2 separate regions of the Bombyx mori genome follow, and region 2 is linked to region 1. Evidence: chromatin contacts called from public Hi-C data. All regions are on one chromosome and are shown on one strand. Each heading gives the region's core, a stretch centred on a gene start, on an enhancer-like site or on the middle of the called end of the contact. The rest is flanking DNA. Distances are from core to core; before and after follow the strand shown. Region 1 overlaps LOC101738176 (ras GTPase-activating protein raskol). Region 2 overlaps LOC101738176 (ras GTPase-activating protein raskol).

Region 1 (6,146 bases), core at 3,457-5,956:
CATGTTGCGCTGACCCCAGGTGACTGAGAGAAGGGCAGGATAATGGATATGATTGGTGTACTAGCTCACAGCCCGCCTGGTGTTAAGTGGTTACCGGAGCCCATAGACATCTACAACGTAAATGCCGCCACCCACCTTGAGATATAAGTTCTAAGGTCTCAAGTATAGTTACAACGGCTGCCCCACTCTTCAAATTGACACGCATTACTGCTTCACGGCAGCAATAGGCGGGGTGGTGGTACCTACCCGTGCGGACTCACAAGATGTCCTACCACCAGTAAACTCAGTGGGCTGTGTCTGTGGATTAAACATCGTGATAAACGTTGATCACAGCAGTGGCACTTACCGATAACAGGCTCTAGATATTCGCAGAGCCGCCTGTAATTCCTCTTGAGGTAGTCGAGGAACCTCGCGTAGCAGTCCAGCGGCAGCACGTCCACGCACTGGTAGCGACACTTGATGCGCAGGGCGGGCGCGGGGGGCGGTGGGGCGCGGGCGCCGGGGGACTGCGGCTTGTCGCTCTCCGACAGCGCGTACCACCGCTCGTTGAGGTATCGCGACGATACGTCGTCGACCGGGATGCGCACTGTGCCTATAAATATTAATATTACACATTATAAATCAAACCAAGCTCATAGTTGGGCAAAAATAAAAAATAGTTTAAAAAAACTAACAAAATACGCTTTTATAGAAAATCCAACTACAAAATAGAAAATAAAATTTAATAAATTTGAATTAAAAATATTGTAAGAAAAAATTATTTATTTGTAAAAAAAGTTTTTTTAAACTATTAAGTATTTATTTTTTATTTTTTAGTTGAATTAAATTTTTTCAATTTTTTTTCTAATATTAAATTGTCATCGGTCCTTAATAAGTATACCAAATTTCGAGTTAATCCGACGTTTTGAAGGGGGTCAAAATCATGTTCAAAGATTCCGTTACAAACATACATACGTCTGAAGCTAATACAAGCGTATTAAAAAAGTTCGTATTGCATACAAGCCGAACTTAAAAATTATTATTTATTTCTTTCGTGATGTCTATGAATTCCTATAACCATTTAACACCAGCTGGGCCGTGAGTTTCTTCACAAGTCTAAGCACAAATTTTTTATTAGATATACTTATTTTCTTTTTTCGATTTCTATATCCGAATACCCCCTAACAAGAATGTGTCAAGCGACTAGCTCGAAGAAGCCAAGACCAAATCTCAATGTCCACTGCTTAGTGGCAGGATTTAAACTAATTTATGGATCAATCACTCGTCTTTCTTTTAAATTGGCATTATATATTGACTTCCGATGTTTTGAATACTTTTTTTTTAAAAACAAAAACTAGAAAGGATTAACGACAGGCTATTATCGCGCAAGTTCCCGGGGCTTTGTACATCTAGTGGTGTGTGTAATTTATGTATTTTTGTTATACGTTTGTATTTTTTTTTATTGCTTTGATGTGTGGCCGATCTCACAGCCCACCTGGTGTTAAGTGGTTACTGGAACCCATAGACATCTACAACCGTCAATGCGCCACCCACCTTGAGATATAAGTTCTAAGGTCTCAGTATAGTTACAGCGGCTGCCCCACCCTTCAAACCGAAACGCATTACTGCTTCACGGCAGAAATAGGCAGGGTGGTGGTACCTACCCGCGCGGACTCACAAGAGGTCTTACCACCAGTAAAAAACGTAACGTTGTAACGTTAGTGATGTATATTTGGCTCTTTAGTATGTAGTTCTGGTGTATATCCGTGGTGTACTCACCGACAAGAGCGTGCTTGTCTCGTTTCCGGCTGCGTCGTTCCGGCTCGCGGTACACGTTCACGTGTATCGCGCGCACGGCCGGCAGACCGCTGAACTCGTACACTTCGCCCCAGAAACACAACTCGGTCTTCAGCTTTGACGATGACCTGGAGACATAGAAACGCGTTCCAGTCAGAAAGAGTTTACAGCAAAAAATAAAAGGTTGTCTGTAAAGTCGATTTACGGAAGATACTTTTACGTGATAATGTCAGTAGCAGAACTATTCGAACTGTGTATGTGAGATAAATGTGTCGATCGTGCCTCTCTATCGCTTGTTCCGCGCTCTCGCTTGCAAGTTCAGGCTCAGGCGGAACGTGACACTTTTTGGTGCGTGCAACCGATGTTCATCGATAATAAGACGATGCAAAAAAAAAAAAAAATTCCGAAGATGTTTCCTCGTTCCGTAAGCTTTGTTGTTAATAATACCAATACTAAAATAAAATATCAAATGAAATAAATGTAAATCTTAAGTTATCAGTGAATAGGGTTGAATTTAGATAATTAGGCGTACATTAGTAGTATTAAATACCTTGCATATAATGTTTCATCGAGCATGATCTCGCAGTAATACCGCTTCTTCGGTGGTATGGCCTTGGCTTCCAACAACCACAGCTTGACAGTCCGCTCGCACCGTCGCGTCCGCATCTCGTCCGGTCGGGCCGCTTGTCGCAAACTGAAGTAGACAATATTGATTTTTAACTTCACTGATAATATTTATACTAATATATAAATCTACAGTGGTTTTTCGGATGTTCCGTTATACCTACTGAACCATGCATCCGATTGACTTGAAACTTGGTATTCATGTAGAAAATATATGTACTTAATGGATAGGCTAATATTTATATGAGTGTTGGACTCCCTACACCAGTTGCGGGGCATTAATGTTGAGAATCTTTGTGGGGTTGAGAAATAATAATGTTAATTTTAAATGCCCAGCGAAGCGGACGGGTACAGCTAGTAATATAATAAATTTAATTGGATTATTTTATTGTTTAGCGATTTAGTGATCGCAATCTGGTATTAACTGGTTATCGTAGTTCACGAACGTGGAGTCCAAGTGAATGCATTAATCCATGTTAAGACACATTGACAGAATCTGCAAACTAGAAAGCCTTATCGCTTGAAGTTAGAAAGAAATGGTGGTAGCTATCTGTGACGGTTCACAATATGCCATAACATCAGTAAATACCGTCTCTCTAGTAAATTCCTTAGGCGCCTAACAAATACAGGAAGCGATTGGATGTTGCAAATTTATGTCATTCCCCATGGGTGAATGGCTCTTTTGTTTAAGCAACATTTTCAATAATGTGCGACATTAATCTTTTTACTTAACTTAACTTTTATGGCTCTCCTGAAAAAATCCAAAAATGTCGCATAAATCGAAAAGCCTTTCTTTCACCCCTCGATATAATAATTTTTAGTGGATCATGATCTAATCGAGTCTGATATTGTTTATATTTTAAAACACTTGAAGAAAACAAACCCCTTGAATGTACATAAATTGTTTCCATGAACAATGAGTATCCAATGATAATTGTTATAAACAAACAATAAGTATATGTGACGCACGTTAATCTTCATCACATTATATTAATAACTAACTATCTGAAGGCTATTTCTAAAAATATAGTTATGAATGAACTTTAGAATTTTAATAGTTGACTTCCTTTTATGACATAAACAATACAATTTTTAGTTTATTCTGATGTGAATTACTATACTAGGGAATCTCGATACTGCTAATGGCTTTTATTAAATTCACATATTTATAAATAAGGCATCCCACATGTCGTACCCCAACCGACTTTCCTTACTATAAAATATTAGGACGACATTCGTGACAGGTTTTGATTTCAGAAAAAAAAAACACTAATATTTAAATTGCTTTCGTAACATAGACATTTTCCACTGTCTTCAATTTGTGAAATACACCAGTTTCTTAGAACTACAGGCGCGTCTTTGTGTTTGTCGTAGGTATATAGATGGTGAATTAAAACATTCCTAATTGTACCAACAATAACGGTACCGAGTTTGAATTCAATGGGTTAAAACATGCGCTAATGCATAAATTACGAACACATTCAACATTACTTTTAATATGTCGCATGTATTACGATCATCGAATAATTTCACTCTTATAGTATTAGTTAGCTGTTATTATGAATTACAGTGTAAATCAACGAGTACTGAGTCATGGGCTCGTTCAATTACTACTTTTGTCTCTCAGTAAAACAGTCGCGAGATCGCAGCGATAACAATTATTTAAAAATAAATCTTAAGATTTAATAAAACTAATATTTTTAACAAAATATGTAAAAAAAGTATTGTATTGATTGTAAAAAAAACTAACAAAATACGCTTTAATAGAAAATCCAACTAAAAATAGAAAATAAACTTTAATAATTTTGAATTAAAAATAGTGTAAGAAAAAATTATTTTATTATTGTTTTTTAGTTGAATTTTCCATAAAAGTGTATTTTGTTAGTTTTTTTAAAGTATTGCTTATTTTTCATTTTTAGTTGAATTTCAATTTTTTTAATTTTTTTAATAAATATCGAATTGTCATCGGTCCTTAATAAGTATACCGAATTTCGAGTTAATCCGACGTTTTGAAGGGAGTCAAAATCATGTTCAAAGATTCCATACTAACATACATACGTCTGGAGCTGGAGCTAATAAAAGCGTATTAAAAAAATCTTACTAGGTATTTAATAATCGCAAGATTTCTTTAATGATAAAATTCTAAAATTAAATTTAACCAATGTTAACGTGGCGAGATATTGTATGAACTGAAAAAAAAACAAGATTTTCGAGTTAAAACAACTACCTGTATATCCACCGGTCTCGCTCCTTTCTGGAAGCACAAGCGAAGTATCGAGGTGCGCGGTTCTCTGCGCTCAGCGCGAAGCAATGCGCTCTGCCCAGTACTGACGAATGAAGCGCGCGTATTTCAACCTACAAATAGTAAAATTACATTATATATTTTTAATGTTGCCAAAGCAATCTCTATGGTTCATAGATAAAGGCAATTTTAGTGTTGAAAAAGAATGCGCGTTAAGTCTTTGGAAACTTTTTTTTTTCCTACCTAAGCTGATAGATAGCCTTGAGAGGCTATTTCAGCGTTACCTTAACTAGTAGGTGAGCTCACGGGGCTCAAACCTGACGACGTTGCTAACACGAACCCTAGCAAGAGCCGTGCTTCGCAGAATCTACCACCTAATCGGAAACGCGGCCCACTGAGAAGATCCGACGAGAAACTCAGTGGGCTGAATGGAAACTCAATGATCTCAAGCTAAATGAATGTTGTTAAATTTATTCAATCAATTAAATTATAATTCGACAATACTATACGCCATTACTTTATTTAAGCAATAAATACCTATCGGAAGCAATTTTGAATCTTTTATTTACTTCGTTACTTTCATGATATGCACATTTTAAAAGCAAAAATGAACTTGTTATTGTAACGATAAAATGAATTCATAAAAATACTTCGTAATACAGGATGTGAGATAATATCGAGCGTACTATTTAGAACGAGTTTTTTTTTATCAAAAACTAAATTACGAGTCAATAGTTATTAACATAGCACAAACTGGTTTTAATTTAGGAGTATTATGTAGTATTTATTAATATGGTACCTGATTCGGAGGGCCTAGGTCCATTGTAGAAACGGCGGGAGAGTGAGCAGATAACAGACTTTCGTGAGATCTGAGAATAAAAAAAATACATAATTTTTTAAGCAACATGTTGTAAGAAAACGTCGTAGATAAGGTTGTATTCTAAATATATCGATAATCAGAAAACCAATCGATTTCTCTCAAGAATAAATATAACTTTCTAAATACATTATTGTGTTCTGCTACTCTCTATGTTACATTAGTTCTACGAAAACAATCAACTTAGTAAAGGATTCGTAAAGTATCGTGTGCAATAATTAACTGACAGTTACTACACAGGTAGTCCATTCAAAGTTAATTTATTTTATTTGAACGAAGCTTCGTGTTTGCCGAGTGAGGGGAGTAATTAAGAACACACTGTAAATGAAGGCGAACGAGGAGGGGCGACACTCCTGCGAATTATGACAACACCGTCGGGTCTTGATAACGTTATGCAGTCACGACACCTTGTTAAATACATTAGACACTCGGCACACAGCCACAGGTCAATTTAAAGACACCCACATTTCATTACAAGTTTCAGTGCTAATATCATCGCTGTTTGTAAATCGGTAGTATATTGGTGACTCTTTTGATTCTTCGTTGACTTTTGAGTAGGCTAATACAAATCAAAATGACTGGATTATGAACTTTAGAAAAACCTTTCTATTGAAAACAGAGAGACAA
Region 2 (6,912 bases), core at 1,920-4,419, 67 kb after region 1:
CATGTCACATAAACAAATATATAAATGATAAGGGAATATGTATACACGAAATACAAACTGTAAACCAAATCCTGTAGGAGCAAACGATTTCGTTAAGAACAAATTATTACAGACCGCACGATTGCTTTACTTATCTCGGTCTTGCTCATACAAATCAGTTATTTTGAAGTGTGAGAGAAACAAAACATTAATTAGCCTAGTATATCGTGTTTATATTATGTACATTTGGCCAAAAGTAGGTCAATATCTGTAACACAACACACACTGGTCTCTCCATGTTTATGCATTTGATTTCGTTTATTTTCATATATTTTTTATAGTCACTCTTTTATTTATTTTATTTATCTATTTAATATATTTTGTACACACAGCTGTTAGAAAAAACACGACAATAAGAATACAGAGTACAAGGGCACTACTTATTTCATGTTGAAATCTCTTCCAGTAGGCCCGCCCTCTTTACAATTTTCTGACAAAAATCGAATCATATTTAATAAAAAAAAATATTAGCCATAAGTTTATAGAATTTAATATTAATTTTAAACGCTTATTTATGTTTCAATGAAATCGTTATCGCCAACTTCGGATAATTGTATTCCCAGCTCGTATAATTCCAAGATACATTACAGTAGTTTTCATATTAACAGTAATGATTAAATTAGTGAGCAACGCTATGTATTTCCATTCCCAGGTAGGTAACGTGTTTAAATTTCACTTCACAAAAGACATGAAGATAAAGCCGAGATCTTTTGTACATTTTGTGAGCTTTGAAAGCTAGATGAACATACCCACCTGACGGTGAGTTACCGGAGCCCATAATCATCAACAACGTGAATGCCGCCACCCAAATTAAAGCAAGAGTTTTAGAGTTAGACCAGAGGTTTTATAGTACAACGGCCACAAAAACGCATCCTTCGAACCGAAATGCATTACTGCTTCACGGCAGAAATAGGCAGGATGGTAGTACCTATCCGGGCGGGCTCACAAGACGCCACCACCAATAAAACTTTGCAGCAGATATAGACAGACTACTGGTCTTTCTCGATATTATTATTAATTGCGAAAAAAAAAATGGAGTTCGAAGAAAAGGTAAGGAATACTCGAGAATATTACTACGAATTTATAATAAGATTTTTTTTAAATAAGATTTTTACAATGACTATTGTTATTGTTTCTCGCAATCTGACGAGGAAACGTACAAACTTGTTGTGCAAATGCGCAGTAATTAGCTAGAATTTACGTAAGCCCATGGAAACTGTGTCGTGGGAGGCATATTGTTTTGAACTCATATAAAGCTTCTACGATATTACATTTTACATTCATCCCATTGTTTCGTCTTATAATAACAACGCTGCCAAGCGACGATGTCCTTTACAGATTTTTGTAGATACAAAGGCAATTGTTTACCAAAATGGTAGTGTATTTACGAAAAATATTTTTTTATGGCGAGGCTGAGGACTGAGGAACAACAAAAATATCCCATGACGGACAATAATAATAACGGATAATCAAATATATGTCCGTATTTTCATTTGTTTTATACAGAGCTTCTGTTTGACCTTCTTTATAAATATTATTACGGTATAAATTGCTTACAATGATAAACTGAAGATTTGATATTATTGAATGGATTTAGATTATTTGATTTGATAGTATTAGATGTAGATTCAGTGCGATAAAACAAATGCTATGCTTAACATTCTCTCTATTCCTGGAGTAATAAAATTCAGATCTAAGTTCAAAAACAGCAACCTACCACAAAGGTAACGTCAACGTCAATGGGACGTTAAGATAAGCTCGACCTTATTTAGAGGGTCGGTTGCTTTTGATGCGGTCGGCATGTCAAACACAATAGCGTGAATCATATTGTGCTATTTTCCCACAATAATAGTGAAACAACACTATTGTATTTTTTTTTACATTTAGTTTCAAATTGTCCTCGTCCTCTCAAGGAGCAATTTCAAGTTATTGTGTTCACTGAATAAACCAATCGGTACGGATCGGCCCAGCACAATCAAGAGAGTTCCGATTTGAGAAAGGAGTGCGCCAGGGTTGCATCGTCTCGCCCATACTTTTTAACATCTATGGCGAATACATAATGCGCAAAACCCTAGAGGAGTGGGATGGTGGCGTCACAGTTGGGGGCGTAAAGATCTCGAACTTACGATACGCTGATGATACCACATTAGTGGCGTCATCAGAAGAGGAAATGGAGGAGCTGCTGCGACGTCTGGTTATAGTTAGCGAGGAAATGGGACTAAAGATCAACCAGTCCAAAACAAAGATCATGATCGTGGATAAATACGGCACCCTTAACGAGAATAATATTCTTGGCCAATACGACATCGTCAAGACTTTCGTGTACCTCGGCTCGATTATTTCCAATAGAGGTGGATCGGAAACCGAAATAAGGCGACGCATCGGAATGGCCAAATCCGCTATGAGCCAGCTAAACAAAATATGGAGAGATCGAAACATACTCAAGAAAACGAAAGTGCAAATTGTTGAGACGCTCGTTTTCTTAATCTTTTTGTATGGGGCTGAGACCTGGATCTTGAAAGAGTCTGACAGGCGACGCATAGACGCGTTTGAGATGTGGTGCTGGCGGCGCATGTTGCGCATCCCTTGGACGGCTTTCCGGACGAACGCTTCCATCCTCAACGAGCTAAAAGTTGACCAGAGGCTATCCACCAAATGTCTATATAGAGTGCTCCAATACTTTGGTCATATAGCAAGAAAACCCTCTGACAACCTGGAGAGACTCATAGTGACGGGTAAAGTGGATGGAAGACGATCCAGAGGTCGTAGCCGAAAAAGATGGAGTGACCAAGTGTCTGAGTGTCTGGACATGAGACTGAGCCACGCACTTCACTGTGCCACAGACCGACATAAGTGGCTACAAATTACAAAAAAAGGTCACAGGCGGGCGCATCACGATGCTCAGCAATGAGCGATCGACTGAAGGAGGAGGAGGAATAAACCAAGCTTTATGTTGTCAGGTATCGAAATAGTCAATTTCAAACATTGTGTTCTAAAACAAAGTAAACAATTTGTTATCCTTGTATTTTATAACTGGTTAGTATCTCTGAGCTGATTTATTTTGTCGTGAGTAGTTCAAAACGTACTTGTATGAAACGCCATCTATTATCGACTAGTAGTACTACTTACATGCTCGCAACGCGTCCAGAGATGGCGGTAGTGTCGCAGCATTACCTCCTTGCATCGACGCTAGGGCGGCGTAAGTTTCGTGTTCACATGTTAAAACCTCACTGTATTTTCTTTTTCTATGAATTATTGCTTTCCACATATTAAACTTTGGTTTCCTTTCCCTTTGGAGACTCATCACTTTATTTTTTATTCACATATCACAGATCCTTACATCAGTTTTTCATTGTTATTCTCAGGAGTACAAGTTTTCATGAGGTCTCTATTAGATAAATTGGCAAATAAGATCAAGTGTCAATTGAATGGATACAGACAATTGGTGTGTAAATCAACCGCCGTCACTAAATAAAGTGACAAGCAACTAACGGCCTTCATTGAGTATAGGGGTGTATCCCTCGACGACTTCTATCACTGCAAAATACATAAGTGCGACTAAGATTTAGAATAAATTATTTTTTATTGGAAAATCGGTAAATCTACTAATCAGATCAACTGAATTACAATATTAGAAATATCTATTTTCAACAATAAACACTAGCTTTTCCGACACACAATAAAGCATGCCAATGTAACTTTTAAATTGATATTTTGTTCAATAATCATTCGCCTATAACATTGTCGTAAAATGTATAATAGAACATGTTTAAAACTGTTATTTTGATAAACTTTTTAAATCATGGTCAGCGATCAAATAAGTCTTTCCATTACGTATATTCCATACATATATGGAAACTGGGTCGTCTAACAGTGAGTGACACTTGGAAGTCAGGTTATCGCTAAATTGAATAGGGAATATGTTTTCATTAGAAAAATTGATCGTTTTGAAGCAACTTCTCGAAAAATAAACTAGAAATAATTATTTTCGTATACCTAAAAAATTCTTACCCCTTAAAAAACATATTTGCCATGTTCCCAATTTCAAGACGTGAAACACTTTCGAGGGTATTTATTAGAGAGTATTCGAGAGACATTCTTCTGGTTAACATATCCAGGGATTTTCAGTATGGAATTGCTGAAGTCCATGGGCGACGGTAACCACTCACCATCAGGTGGGCCGTATGCTCGTCTGCCTCCAAGGGCAATAAAAAAAAAGTATCTACATTAGAAAAGAACGCCAAATTATCTGGTGAAATATTCGAATAAATAGACTGATTCAAGCGGTTATTTTCTGAATAATCAATAATACAATGAAAACACAACTCTTACATGAAAATCTCATAGATATATTACATGTATACAATACTAACTCTACCTTTAAACATAAAATCATTGATTGAAAGAAAAAATAAACGAAATATAGATTTTCATAGATAGATTTGCTCCGGGCACGAGTCTGAGTTGAGTCTTGAGTTTTAATATCAAGTAGAAATAACTACATATAAAGTTACATTTTATACGCAGTGTGCTTTTTTATTATATAAATATTTATTTAGTTTATTATTATTATTAGTTATTACTGTTGTAAGTCCCATACACATCGCAACTTGAATGCCACTATCCGCTTTAACACGTGAGGTCAAATACAGAAGTGTTTAACTGCTGTCCTACCCTTCAAACCACGAGCATGGCATAAATAGGCAATAGGTAATGAATAATACAGCACCCGTAATTATAAGTTAATTCCTACCATCACCAATTACGCAAATTTGTGACATTTGAAGTTGTATGAAATTAGAAACTAACAATGAATCAGCAAACTGATTCCAATCTTACAATGCGAAATAACCATCAAAATGAATGGTAATTATAAAACAATGAGCAAGTTTAATGTACAACGTTAAATAATTATGAGAAATTCGTGATCTATGAATGAGCCGTAGTTACTCGGTTTTCGTGAAATTATCACACGCTTAGATTGAGCATGAAATTAAATTCATTCATTTGATGTTTTACTAACGTAATAAATATCTTCACATTACGATTATGTCCCATATAAACATGTCAATCTTAAGGTCCATTTATATGCTAAGCCTTTCTGATGATAAAGCCAATTCTTCTTCATTCAGCCAATTTCAGTCGCGACAGAACGTTCGGGTTGAAGGACCCCTCATTATATCACTACAATTAATACTCCAATCTTATTTTACAATGTGGCGACAGGCAGAGGTGTATTCTCATCTCCTAAGAACATGTAGTGGGCCGTGAACTTATACTACCCAACTTCGCCAAAAAAAAAACCCAAGAAAGCATCGATCGATATTAAATGATTGCGCAAATTATTTCAAACGAATCAGAAAATTAAGGTCGTTGTGACCAAAAGGATAAGACGCCCGGTGTTTAAGTACATATACATATTTCGTTATTTTTCTCATGAGTCGTTTGTGCGACAACACTTTAACAGCAATAAATTTAGGAATCTCGATCATTATTTTCTTATTGAACTAAATTTAAAACCTTACTAATTTTTTAATGAATTAATATAATGTTTTCAGATTAAGGCTTTGAATACAAATATTTAAAAAACTAGCGATCCGCCCTCGCTTCGCTTCGGAAACATTAAAACACACATGAAACCAAAAAAAAGAAAAAAGTAGCCTATGTTCATCAGGGACAATGTCGGTTTCTAATGGAAAAAGAATTTTTCAAATCGGTCCAGTAGTTTCGGAGCCTATTCGAAACAAACAAACAAACAAATCTTTCCTCTTTATAATATTAGTATAGAGTATAGATAATTGTTACTTCCCTATTCGTGTAGTTTACCGATATTACCGATTGGACAGCTAAGAGAACCAATGTGTCTATCTTAGAACAAATGTAGATCAAGACAAGACTGCCTACACTCTGCCGCAAACTCGGGTACTTCGGTCATATTGCTCGGAAACTGATAGCCTAGAGAGACTATTCGTGGCAGAGAAGATCGAGGCAAAGAAACCACGCGAACGCAATCTGACAAGATGGTTCGATCAAATCCGCACCACACTAGAGATCCCATTCCACGAAACCCTTCATGCAGCCAATGACCAGAGGAGCTGGAGGGACATTACAAGAAGTAAAATCCTGTCGAACTATAATGGTCACGACCCTCAGCAGTGAGGAAACAACGCGAGAAGGAGGACCGATATGCCCTATCTCATGAACAGTTTTGAAACTCAGGGTCTAATTAATGCTCTTTGGGTCTTGTGTTGTATGTTTTGTGGGGGAGAGTTCTGATATGATGATCGGAAAGGTCACCACCGTTACAATCGCACCGCCTGCCACCAGAGCAGAATTCTTCCTTACCACTTAGAACAACTGCATTGATTATCGCTTTTGATACTTGTCACCGGACTCTGAAATGAACGGTGGTGTTCTAGCGCTTTAATATGCCCTTCTTTAAACGAGATTTGAAAGTAGTCCTCAATGGTAACGGCCTACCATCTGACGGACTCCTCTGCCTATTAGTCCAATAATAAAACTTAGGACAGTCTTGTAATTTCCACTTTGCCTTTTTTATTGTCCATGTAGGCAGACGAGCATACGACGTCCATGGACTTTAATGCCAGAAGCAGAGCCAAGCCGCTGCCTAGCTTCGTACTAAAAAATTTTTAATTTTTAAAAAACTCTATTTCTAATCGATTTGTAAGATATTTGTGATATATATTATGTTTGCATAAAATTATCGTTTTCTAATCATTACGAAATATCACATTGCAAATAAAATCTCAAATTACCAATACACACACACGCACAGTATTATAGCTTCTTCTATAAATATTGTTGGCACAGTGAAATACGATACCAATACATAATACATACTTAATTATTCTT

Evidence for each region. Hi-C and Micro-C count contacts between places; a contact is called where the count stands out from the background.
Region 2: a Hi-C map of whole pupa shows a contact between it and region 1, with 1.9 times the contacts expected there. The contact joins two enhancer-like sites. A contact is called at or near these places in 2 of 7 Hi-C or Micro-C datasets (midgut and whole pupa).

What each region holds. Positions count from the first base shown.
Region 1 is chr15:5,184,160-5,190,305 of ASM3026992v2, forward strand. LOC101738176 (ras GTPase-activating protein raskol) reads right to left here. Exons shown (of 19, transcript XM_038015935.2): 6 at 5,442-5,511; 7 at 4,628-4,755; 8 at 2,327-2,470; 9 at 1,759-1,904; 10 at 347-592. Among protein-coding and RNA genes, the nearest start is that of LOC101738448, 18 kb to the left of the region's middle. Within about 2 kb of position 4,707, at least 4 of the 8 cell types and tissues checked have open chromatin away from gene starts, as enhancers often do.
Region 2 is chr15:5,252,547-5,259,458 of ASM3026992v2, forward strand. All of the region lies in intron 4 of LOC101738176 (ras GTPase-activating protein raskol), which reads right to left. Among protein-coding and RNA genes, the nearest start is that of LOC134200270, 21 kb to the left of the region's middle. Within about 2 kb of position 3,170, at least 7 of the 8 cell types and tissues checked have open chromatin away from gene starts, as enhancers often do.